Regions from separate parts of the Mus musculus genome. Here region 1 is linked to region 2. Evidence: chromatin contacts called from public HiChIP or PLAC-seq data. All regions are on one chromosome and are shown on one strand. Each heading gives the region's core, a stretch centred on a gene start, on an enhancer-like site or on the middle of the called end of the contact. The rest is flanking DNA. Distances are from core to core; before and after follow the strand shown. Region 1 holds the start of Hpse2 (heparanase 2). Region 2 overlaps Hpse2 (heparanase 2).

What was found. HiChIP or PLAC-seq counts read pairs in DNA pulled down with a chosen protein or histone mark.
Region 1: an H3K4me3 HiChIP or PLAC-seq map of embryonic limb bud shows a contact between it and region 2, with 7 times the contacts expected there. The contact joins the promoter of Hpse2 here to the enhancer-like site in region 2. A contact is called at or near these places in 16 of 39 promoter capture datasets (the 3T3-L1 cell line, the C10 cell line, HPC-7-derived erythroid cells and 11 more), 6 of 115 datasets of contacts at active chromatin or transcription factors (embryonic forebrain, embryonic hindbrain, embryonic limb bud and 2 more) and 4 of 9 other capture datasets (adipose tissue, embryonic stem cells, liver and 1 more).

The regions. Positions count from the first base shown.
Region 1 is chr19:43,386,367-43,390,796 of GRCm38.p6, reverse strand. It overlaps Hpse2 (heparanase 2), which reads left to right and starts at 2,442. Exons shown (of 12, transcript NM_001081257.2): 1 at 2,442-2,775. The coding sequence starts at 2,486.
Region 2 is chr19:42,866,819-42,871,221 of GRCm38.p6, reverse strand. All of the region lies in intron 9 of Hpse2 (heparanase 2), which reads left to right. Among named protein-coding and RNA genes, the nearest start is that of Hps1, 89 kb to the right of the region's middle. Within about 2 kb of position 1,726, at least 7 of the 459 cell types and tissues checked have an H3K27ac peak or open chromatin away from gene starts, as enhancers often do. A contact at or near this core is called in embryonic limb bud, where this site is marked.

The sequences.
Region 1 (4,430 bases), core at 1,193-3,692, 520 kb before region 2:
AAGGATATATGGAACCCTTTAAAATGTTACAGAACTGTGACTTTCTCCTGATGTCCAAGGCTGGATATAACTATTGAATTTCAGTGGGCAGGCTAGAAATGGTATTCATCAGCAATTAAGTTTGTTTTGTTGGTTTTGGTTTATTATTGCACATAGGTTTTAATGTAAATATTTAACATTAAATGCTAGTTAAGATAACCAGGCCACCAAAGCATTACAGAACAGTCATCAGTAAGAATCGCAGAACCTCACAATTTAGCAGACTCTCAGCATACTCAGCATACCTTGGCTGAATGAATACTTTTGAAACATATATTAATTATAGACATCTAATGGGTATGCTTTATTTCTTTGAAACAATTTTCCAGTGGTTTTAATTCATGCGGCTTCCAGAATCCATTTAATTGTAAGCCAAAGAGTGTTATGGACTTTGGAAAATTTAGCTTTCTGTTAAGAAGATACAGTTTATTATAATTCTGAGTATGATAAATGAACTAACAACTTTTCAAAACAAGTACTTCCTGAAGGAGATGGCCAGAAAGCTGTTAGTAACTAAGAAAACAAATCAGTGAACAGATAGCCAAAATACAATTTACTACGACAAAATTCTTCTTGTGAGCAGTGGTCTTGAGTGTGTTGAGCAGGGTTTGGTTTACTACCACCAGATGTCTGAGATGTTTCTTGAGAGCACTCTACATACCTGAGTCCAGAGACACAGAGAAGCCTTTGGTTCCCAAGCTGTCCCCATCTCCATGAAGTGTCAGACTCCTTTAAAAATGACAGTAGTTTGTACTGAAACTTATGCCTGTCTTACCCTAACCCCAGGGGCATAAGCATGTGGTTAAGGATATAGAGGACTAGAAAGTGTAAGGCGCTAGAGGAAGCAGGTATGAAGGCTAGAGCCAGTATTTAATTTATGTTATAATTTAGTTTTAGAAACCATCTCTAAGTGATCTGGTGGTTTGGGGTTCTTAGACTGGCAGAGAATCCTCAGGGAATGTTAGCTTAAGGTAATCTAGTCCAGTCCTATGTAGGTTGGCTAATTCTTTCTGGCTGAAGGAAGGAAAATAGATTGCTATTGTAGTGTTTACTGAGCTCTCATACTGCCCAGTGTGCAGTACTGGCAGTGGTGGGGACCCATGCTCTGCATTCAACTGTCATCTAGTCTGTTTAATCAAGGAATGCCCTGGGGTGCTCTCATTTACCCATTTTTCATAAAGTAGCTCCCTTCATCTGCCAAAATAGAGGACTTGTTGTATCCCAGAGAGAAGCTGAAAATGGGACTGGGTGTGATTGTGACTGCCTGTGATTGTGGCTGGATTGTTTCCCCTTGTGTTAGGATGGGACTCAGGATAATTTGCAAGCTATTGAGGGTGGGAATGAAAAGAACAGAGGTTTGCAGTGCACTCGAAGTCCAGGATGATCTGTATCCCAGAGTTCCAAGCAGGCACACTCTAATTTTGGCCTAGGGCTGGATTTGACACCCCTATAGCCCATTTCTACGTCAGGAAGACATACTCCCCTGCAAGGGTATGAGTCTGAGGGTTGTTGGCAAGGAGACATTGGAGAGGCATCTTTACTTTTACAGTGGAATACATTGGCCAAGGAGTGATTCAAATGAACATAGGGTGTCTTGATCATCAGTCCAATGGGTTGCCAAAGCCATAAAATAACATATATGGGAAACTCAAGACTCTCCCTCACACATAAGCAGCAGTGCCATGGAGCATACTGATTCTTTTTTGACTCTCCTGACTAGGAAGTTCTTTGACCTGGGAATACTCTCCCTTCTCCCCCACCTTAGTCTCCTATTCAGGAGAAACTTCTTTCTAGTTATCTTGCAAGATTCAGGGGTTTGCACACCTAGGCATGGACTCTTCTTTGCTTTTTGTGCCTTGGCAAAAATTACTTTGCCCATCATAAAACCATTTACAACCTAACAACATTTACTGCTTCAACCCAAAAGGAAGGCACAAAGTGGACGGTAAGCAAGAAATAGTCAGGACAGACTGCCCCTCAGGCAGTGAAGGGCCTTCCCCATAGCCTACTGGGGAGGGGACTTGAAAATAAGCTCTTACTCAAGATGGTACCACAGTACAGTTTCAGTCCCACTGGCCGCTTCCTGACCCTAGCGGGTTAAATCAGTAGGGCACAACGGCCACCCCTCCCCCTTCTCCCCCCTCCCCCATCCCTTACCTTTAAAAAGTTAAAAAATGTCTGCAGTCAAATCTCTTAAAGGGGCGGTGCTGGTGAACAGTACTCTTGGCACGAGTTGCTGAGAAGGCTGGCTAGGGGCGTGAGTTCGCTCCACCAGCACCAAAACACTGAAAAAAAAATGCGAGCAAGCGAGCAAGAGCGAGGGAGCGAGGGCGAAAGAGAATAGGGGGGGGGAGAGAAGGGGGGCAGAGAGACACACACTTTAGATAAGGACAATTAGTCACCATCGAGACCCAGTAGGGAAAGAAGTTTAAATCAGAGGGATTTAATGAGGGTGCTCTGTGCTTTCCCTGAAGCCATGGCCTCCAGCAGCTCCCGCCCCCCCTCGTGCCTAGCCCTGGTGGCTCTCTTCTTGGCTCTGTTGCTCCATCTCTCCCTCTCCTTCCACGCTGGAAACAGGAGACCTTTGCCTGTAGACAGAGCTACAGGTTTGAAGGAAAAGACCCTGATTCTACTTGATGTGAGCACCAAGAACCCAGTCAGGACAGTCAATGAGAACTTCCTCTCTCTGCAGCTGGATCCCTCCATCATTCATGATGGCTGGCTCGATTTCTTAAGGTAAGGCAGGGGCTTCGATGAGTCATTTAAAAATTTAAGTACCCCCACCCCCATTCTCTTCCTATCCCCTGCTCCAAAGGGGGAAGAAAAAAGAGGAGAAAAAAGAAGAATAAGAAGGAGGAGGAGAAGAAGAGGAGGTACAGCAGCAGCAGCAGCAGCAGCAGCAGCAGCAGCAACAGCAGCAGCAGCAAACCGATCTGTCTTTCCAAGAGAAAAAAAGGAGGTTTCCCCCCTCCTGGACTATTTGCTGTGAGGCTGTAACTGGTGATTGAGGAAAGCAGTGTTTTCTATTAAGATGCACATGTTTGCAATGCAGAAGGCATTTCAGAAACTTATCAGTTATGACTGAAAAAATGTTGTGCTTACATATATCCACAATTAGTCTCCCCTTCTGAAAAAGAAACAAGAGGTTCAGGGAAGTTACAAAAGGGAAGATCTGGAACAACAAAGACTCCAGAGGAGTGGTTGTGTGTGAGAGAGAAAGCAGTGTGCGTGTGTCCGAGTGTTCAGTTGGGAGATTGCATGAAAGTGGAATTTGCCACGGAAAGATGGTTTCATCAGTTCTCACTCCCAGACAGAAAACGAATTTAAGGAGAGTCCTGAGCGGTGAGCAAGTTGGATTGGAGTTAAAATTTTTTATTTTGTATCCTCCGCTGTCATTATCAGCCTTGACTTTGTAAGACACTTTTTATAGATGAAGCCCTTCCCCCTCCACCCTCCTCTTTAGTTTTCCTTGGTAACTGCATAGTTTAATTTTTTACAGTGGGGAAAAAAAATCGTTGCTCGGGTCGTAGTGTGCATCATACGCGATCCATAAAGGTCCTAGGAACTCTCAGGGGAAGCGTTGGGAGTTTTGAACCCCAAAGCAGTGGTGGATTAACAAACCTGAAGGTTGAGTCTCGCTGACAGTCTAGTTGGGTTCACCCTCTTCCCGGGTTGTTACTATTCAGGCAGTTAAGCAACCGCGATCCCCTTCCCATCAGGGGCGGTTGCAAAGAGGGGGGCGTTGGAAATAAAAAGAAAACACACAGAAGAAAAAGAAAGGGAGGATAAACCTCTGCAATATTGAATATCCAAGTGTTAAGTTTCTGAAAATTCCCTTCAAGTTGGACCCTTAGTTTGGGCTCCTCCAAAGAGTCTAGAGTGCTCTCCATCCCATTCCAGATCCGACTCACATCGTTATTGAGCATTTTTCACCCTTAGAGTTTTGCTTTTCCGGGTGCACCCGCCCCTTAGCGCTCAGCCTCAGGTCTGCGGACGCAGCAGGTAGCTGTAGGCGCTGCGCCGAGCGCTCCATCCAGGTCAGGGTAGCTTAGCCAAAGACTCGGAGGTCGTCGCCACCAATGCGGAGGCCGTTTTGGGGTTCCAGAAGGTACAGTTGTTGGGAGGGCGGGAACAGCGCTGCACTACCGGGTTTCATCCTTGAAAGCTTTTCTGTGCAGCAGAACGCTTCTCTGAATTCATCCAAATGTGGGGTGCAACAGGGCTTTTCCTAAATGCACGCCCCACTTGCATTGCTTTGCTCCAGCTGCGCGACTCCTCCGAGTTTTTTCTTCCTCCTCCTCCTTTAAAAAATGTCAGCTTGTTCGCGCTAAATATTTGCCTGCTGCAGAAAAATTCTGGAAGGCAGCTTTTCGGGGAAGAAGCCGTGGCGG
Region 2 (4,403 bases), core at 477-2,976:
GTTAACCTTTAAAGAGAAGATAAGTAAAAACTGCTTGAGATAATCTAGGAAGTATAAGTGAATTTTGACAGTCATTGTATTATTTAAAAGAGGAGGAAGAAGATGGGAGGAGAAGAAGAGGAAGAAGAAGAAATTGTATATTGTTATGAAAAGAAAAGGGTTGCTTTTATAGTTTGAAATGCTACATGGTATGTTAGGGTCCTTCATATTTTAGTTAAATTTCTATTTTAATAATTTAAATTTATAATTAAAGTATAACTTACAGTTTAATTAAAACTAGAAAATAGTAAAAGAATGGAAAGATAACTGGGTTGACCCATCTCTTACAGCTTTATTGATCTATAACGTACATCCCATAAATTAACCTTTTAAAAATACACAATTCAGGGTGCTTTGTTCTATTTACAGAGTTATACAACCATCACTGCTGTCTAATTTGAGGTCATTTTAGCACCCCCAAAAGAAACTCCATACCATGGCTTTGTGGGGGGGTCCAGGAAGGGGTGCTTATATACATTTGTGTGTATATGTGTATATACATGCATGTAGAGGGTAGAAGTGTATGTCAAATGCCTTCCTTTTTGTGTGCCACCTGATTTGATTTGAGACATGGTCTCTCATAGAACTCAGAGCTCATTGGCTCAGACACATTGGTGGAGCAGCAAGGCCTAGGGATCCCTCTGTCTCCACCAACCCAGCACTGGGATCATAGTCGTCTGCCACTGAGCCTGGCTGAGGGCTGAACTCAGGTCCTCGTGGTTGTGTACCAAGAACTGTACTGACTGAGCCATCCCCAGAGCCTCTCAACATGGCTTTTTAGAAGCAACTCAATCCTAATTTTTATCTCGTGACACCATAGGGCAATGAACTGTAGCAGACTGAACAGCCAACAGCCCAAGCATTTACTGTGGTTACTTTTAAATGGTCAACAGATGATTCTGATGGAAAAGGCACGTGCTGCTAAGCTTGATGACCTAAGGTCAATCCCTGAGGCCCACACAATGGAAAGAGAATTGCCACAGATTTCCTCTTGAATTCCACACCCATGGCTCCCACACCCATGGCTCCCACACTCATGGCTCCCACACCCATGGCTCCCACACCCATGACTTCCACACCCATGGCTCCCACACCCGTGGCTCCCCCACCCATGGCTCCCATACTGTGGCACATATGTACCCACTTCCAACATACCAAAAAAATGATTAAAAAAAAAGAGCTCTCCACAAATGTTTCTGAAAACTATATGGTCTTCTAGCAGTGTCTTTGCTATGTTAGCCCTGTGCACATCTGGAAAGCCTGATCCCAGATGTGTGATTTCCATCCCATGGGATGGACCCACAGTTCTGGGGATCCTGCCGGCCCAGCTGTGCTCTCAGAGGCCAGTTTATTTGACAGGACCTGAAGGAGGTGGCTAGTGGTAGTTGTGTAACCCTTGATTTATTACTGTTTCCAGCCAAGGACAAGTGTTATACACTCACACAGACACACGCATGATGCATACACACTCATACTGATGCATATACACACTTGCACGCATGCACACACAATCACACTCTGTCCACCCATCCATTTGGATGTGAACACAGAGAAGGAAGCACTCTCAGCACCCCTGTTGATTTCTCTCTTCTCAGATCAGCTGGTCTGACTTCCCCCTGTTGCCTCCTTTGCCTGTGGTCTGTCAGCCAGAGGTGATGACAAGGAGTATTTCAGACTCTTTCTCCATCTGCTCCAAACACCAGGAAGCTGCAGGCCTGCTTCCCTCCAGGCCAGCTTAGAAATCCTCGTGTCAGGATAGAGCAGACTTCCAAAAGCCAAGCACAGAACATTTAATACCTGTGCAAACCCATGTAGAATTCCTATGCCACAGGGTCATGGCTTTATGAGTGTTTCCACGACATGGTATTATTACACCCCAGATCTCTCACCTCATATGTCACTCAAGCATTCTCTGTCAGGAAACCAAGGAATAAACATCCAAAAAGAAGATTAATATTAGAAAGACTTAAAGAGTAAAGTTCACCCAGCCATATGGTTCAGCTCAGAAGGGACATGTGTGAGCCCCTCTCCCTATCCCTTCACCTGCCTTACACAAGCCAGGCAGGAATGCCCCTGCAGCAGCATTGCTTGGGCTGCCTATGAAGTCAGCAGGGCTTGTTTTTTAAAGGATGCAGATTCCTAGCAATTACAGTACCTGGGATGTGACTTTGGAATTTGCATGTCCCTTGCTCTCAGAGTCGTTTTGTTGGGTTGGTTTGGGGTTTTTGTTCATTTTTTGCTTTTCAGTACAGACTGCCGTTTCCTCTCTGACAAACAAACTGTGTCTTCCCATTTGAGTATGTGCATTCATGAAGAGCTCCGTGTTTGGGGGACAGACAGGGCTAGCAAAGGATGGTGGCGAGATCTAGGGACATTCTGAGATGAGTTTGACCTTCTTTTCACTTGTCCATTTTTCTTTCCATTCTTTTCTTCCCTCTGGGGCCACAGGAATTAAGTCGTTTCCCCTCCCCACCCCACCCCCTTGTGTGGGAAAACCTCTAAGTCCGAACTTCTGTGTTCTACCTTGGGAAACAAATGAACAAACAAACAAAAATCAAAGCAACCTTCTGGGAATGAGCAAAGTATCTCCAGCAACAAGCTCTTCCCCGTGCTCAGTGACATCGCTCTGCAGCAGAGTCTCCTTATCCTGTGGTGCTGCACAAAGGCTTGGGGAAAGTGGGCAATGGACTACCACCTAACAAGAGGAAGCTTGACTTTAAAAACAAATGTATAGTTGATCCTATGGGCCCCACAGGTCTTTACCATGGCTTCATAAAGAACAGGAAAAAAATAAATGACGGAGACTGAAAAGTGTGGTCTGAGGCCCCTGGAGAGACGATCACTAAATGTTCCCCATGATCAGTCACCATGCCAGATCCTCTGTGTTCTAAGGTGGTAGGCTTTGTGGTAAGTGTTGCATGTCCAATCCAGTTCAGCTACAGAAAAACAAAACAAAAAAAAAAAAGAAAAAAAAACTCTCTCTAAGAGGAAGGTCATCGTCAGAATTCAGTTCTCAGCCACAGTCCCGAGGATGCCACCGTCTCCTGTACAGTATGTATTTTCTCTCTGAGCACCAATTTTCTACATGTGAAAAACTGAACTTTTCATTAGCTACCTGGCAGAGCTGTAAGAATTCAAGAAGATGTGGTACATTCCATAACATCCTGAAGAATGCAATATTACAAGGACAACCAGTCAGGGCAGAGGGTTTCCTGCTGGTGCTGCAGACCTGAGCACCGTGGCCAAGAGCCCAGGCTCAGGACTCCAATTTTGGATGTAACCTTAGGAAAATGCTCCATTCTTTCCCTTTGTCTTCTTTCCCTCTCCTTCCCTTCTCTCCTTTCTCTTCTCTTTCAGTCTCTTCTCTCCCCTCCCTCAGCAAAACAAGATGATGATGGTGGTGCCGGAGCTGGTAATAATATCTATTTAGGTAAAAATGAAATGAAATCATTCATTTGAAGCATTCGCTGTCTCTGGCTGGTGTTAAGCACTCTGTAAGTATGATCATCCAGGGCAAAGAGGCCAGAGAAACAAAACAATCCCTCGAGTTTTGTCTGGTTAAACTGCTGCTTCCTTTCCTTTCCTTTCCTTTCCTTTCCTTTCCTTTCCTTTCCTTTCCTTTCCTTTCCTTTCCTTTCCTTTCCTTTCCTTTCCTTTCCTCTTCTCCCTCCTCCTTCTTCTTCTTCCAATCCACAAAATAACAAAAACCAACTACTTAGCATACAAAGTGCCTGTGCAGACCCCTGGAGCCAGTGTTCCTCTCTGCTGCACACGAAGTAGAGATGTGGGCATCACTCAGCAACAAGGCATTTTAAGGGAAACTAGAGTTGCCATTTGCCCAGCATTACCCCAGTTTATCCCAGTGGTCAAAAGCAAACGGCCAGGTTAGTTAATACACTGTAGAGTCAGCCCAGATATCAGACTCTGCAGAAGAACTTTCAATAAGGGTTGGAAGCATGTCTGTTACTGGGAAAACGTACGATTCTTCTCCCCCCTCAGAAACACTTCAGACATGCCCATCTGGCTGAGATGATTTAGAGCGACTGCAAATAAGCACTCATTTTTAAATGCTTAAAACGCTTTGTTTGGTTTAGTTTAACTAAACTGCCTCACCCTGCCTCCAGGAGGTACATAGGTAGTAAAATTAATGGAAACAACATTCTTAACTACTCAATTTGCCAAACAGAAACTGCTCTGTCCTGTGGGCCAGTAGATGTGGATGAGCAGCTGTTATGAGGATGGAGCCATAAAATTCTGCTTCAGATGGCATGGAAGAAATACTGTGGGTTGGGACATTAGCAAATTCTTGGACAACTATAAATTTGAAAGAAGAATATAGATTACTACATAAAGAAATTACAACA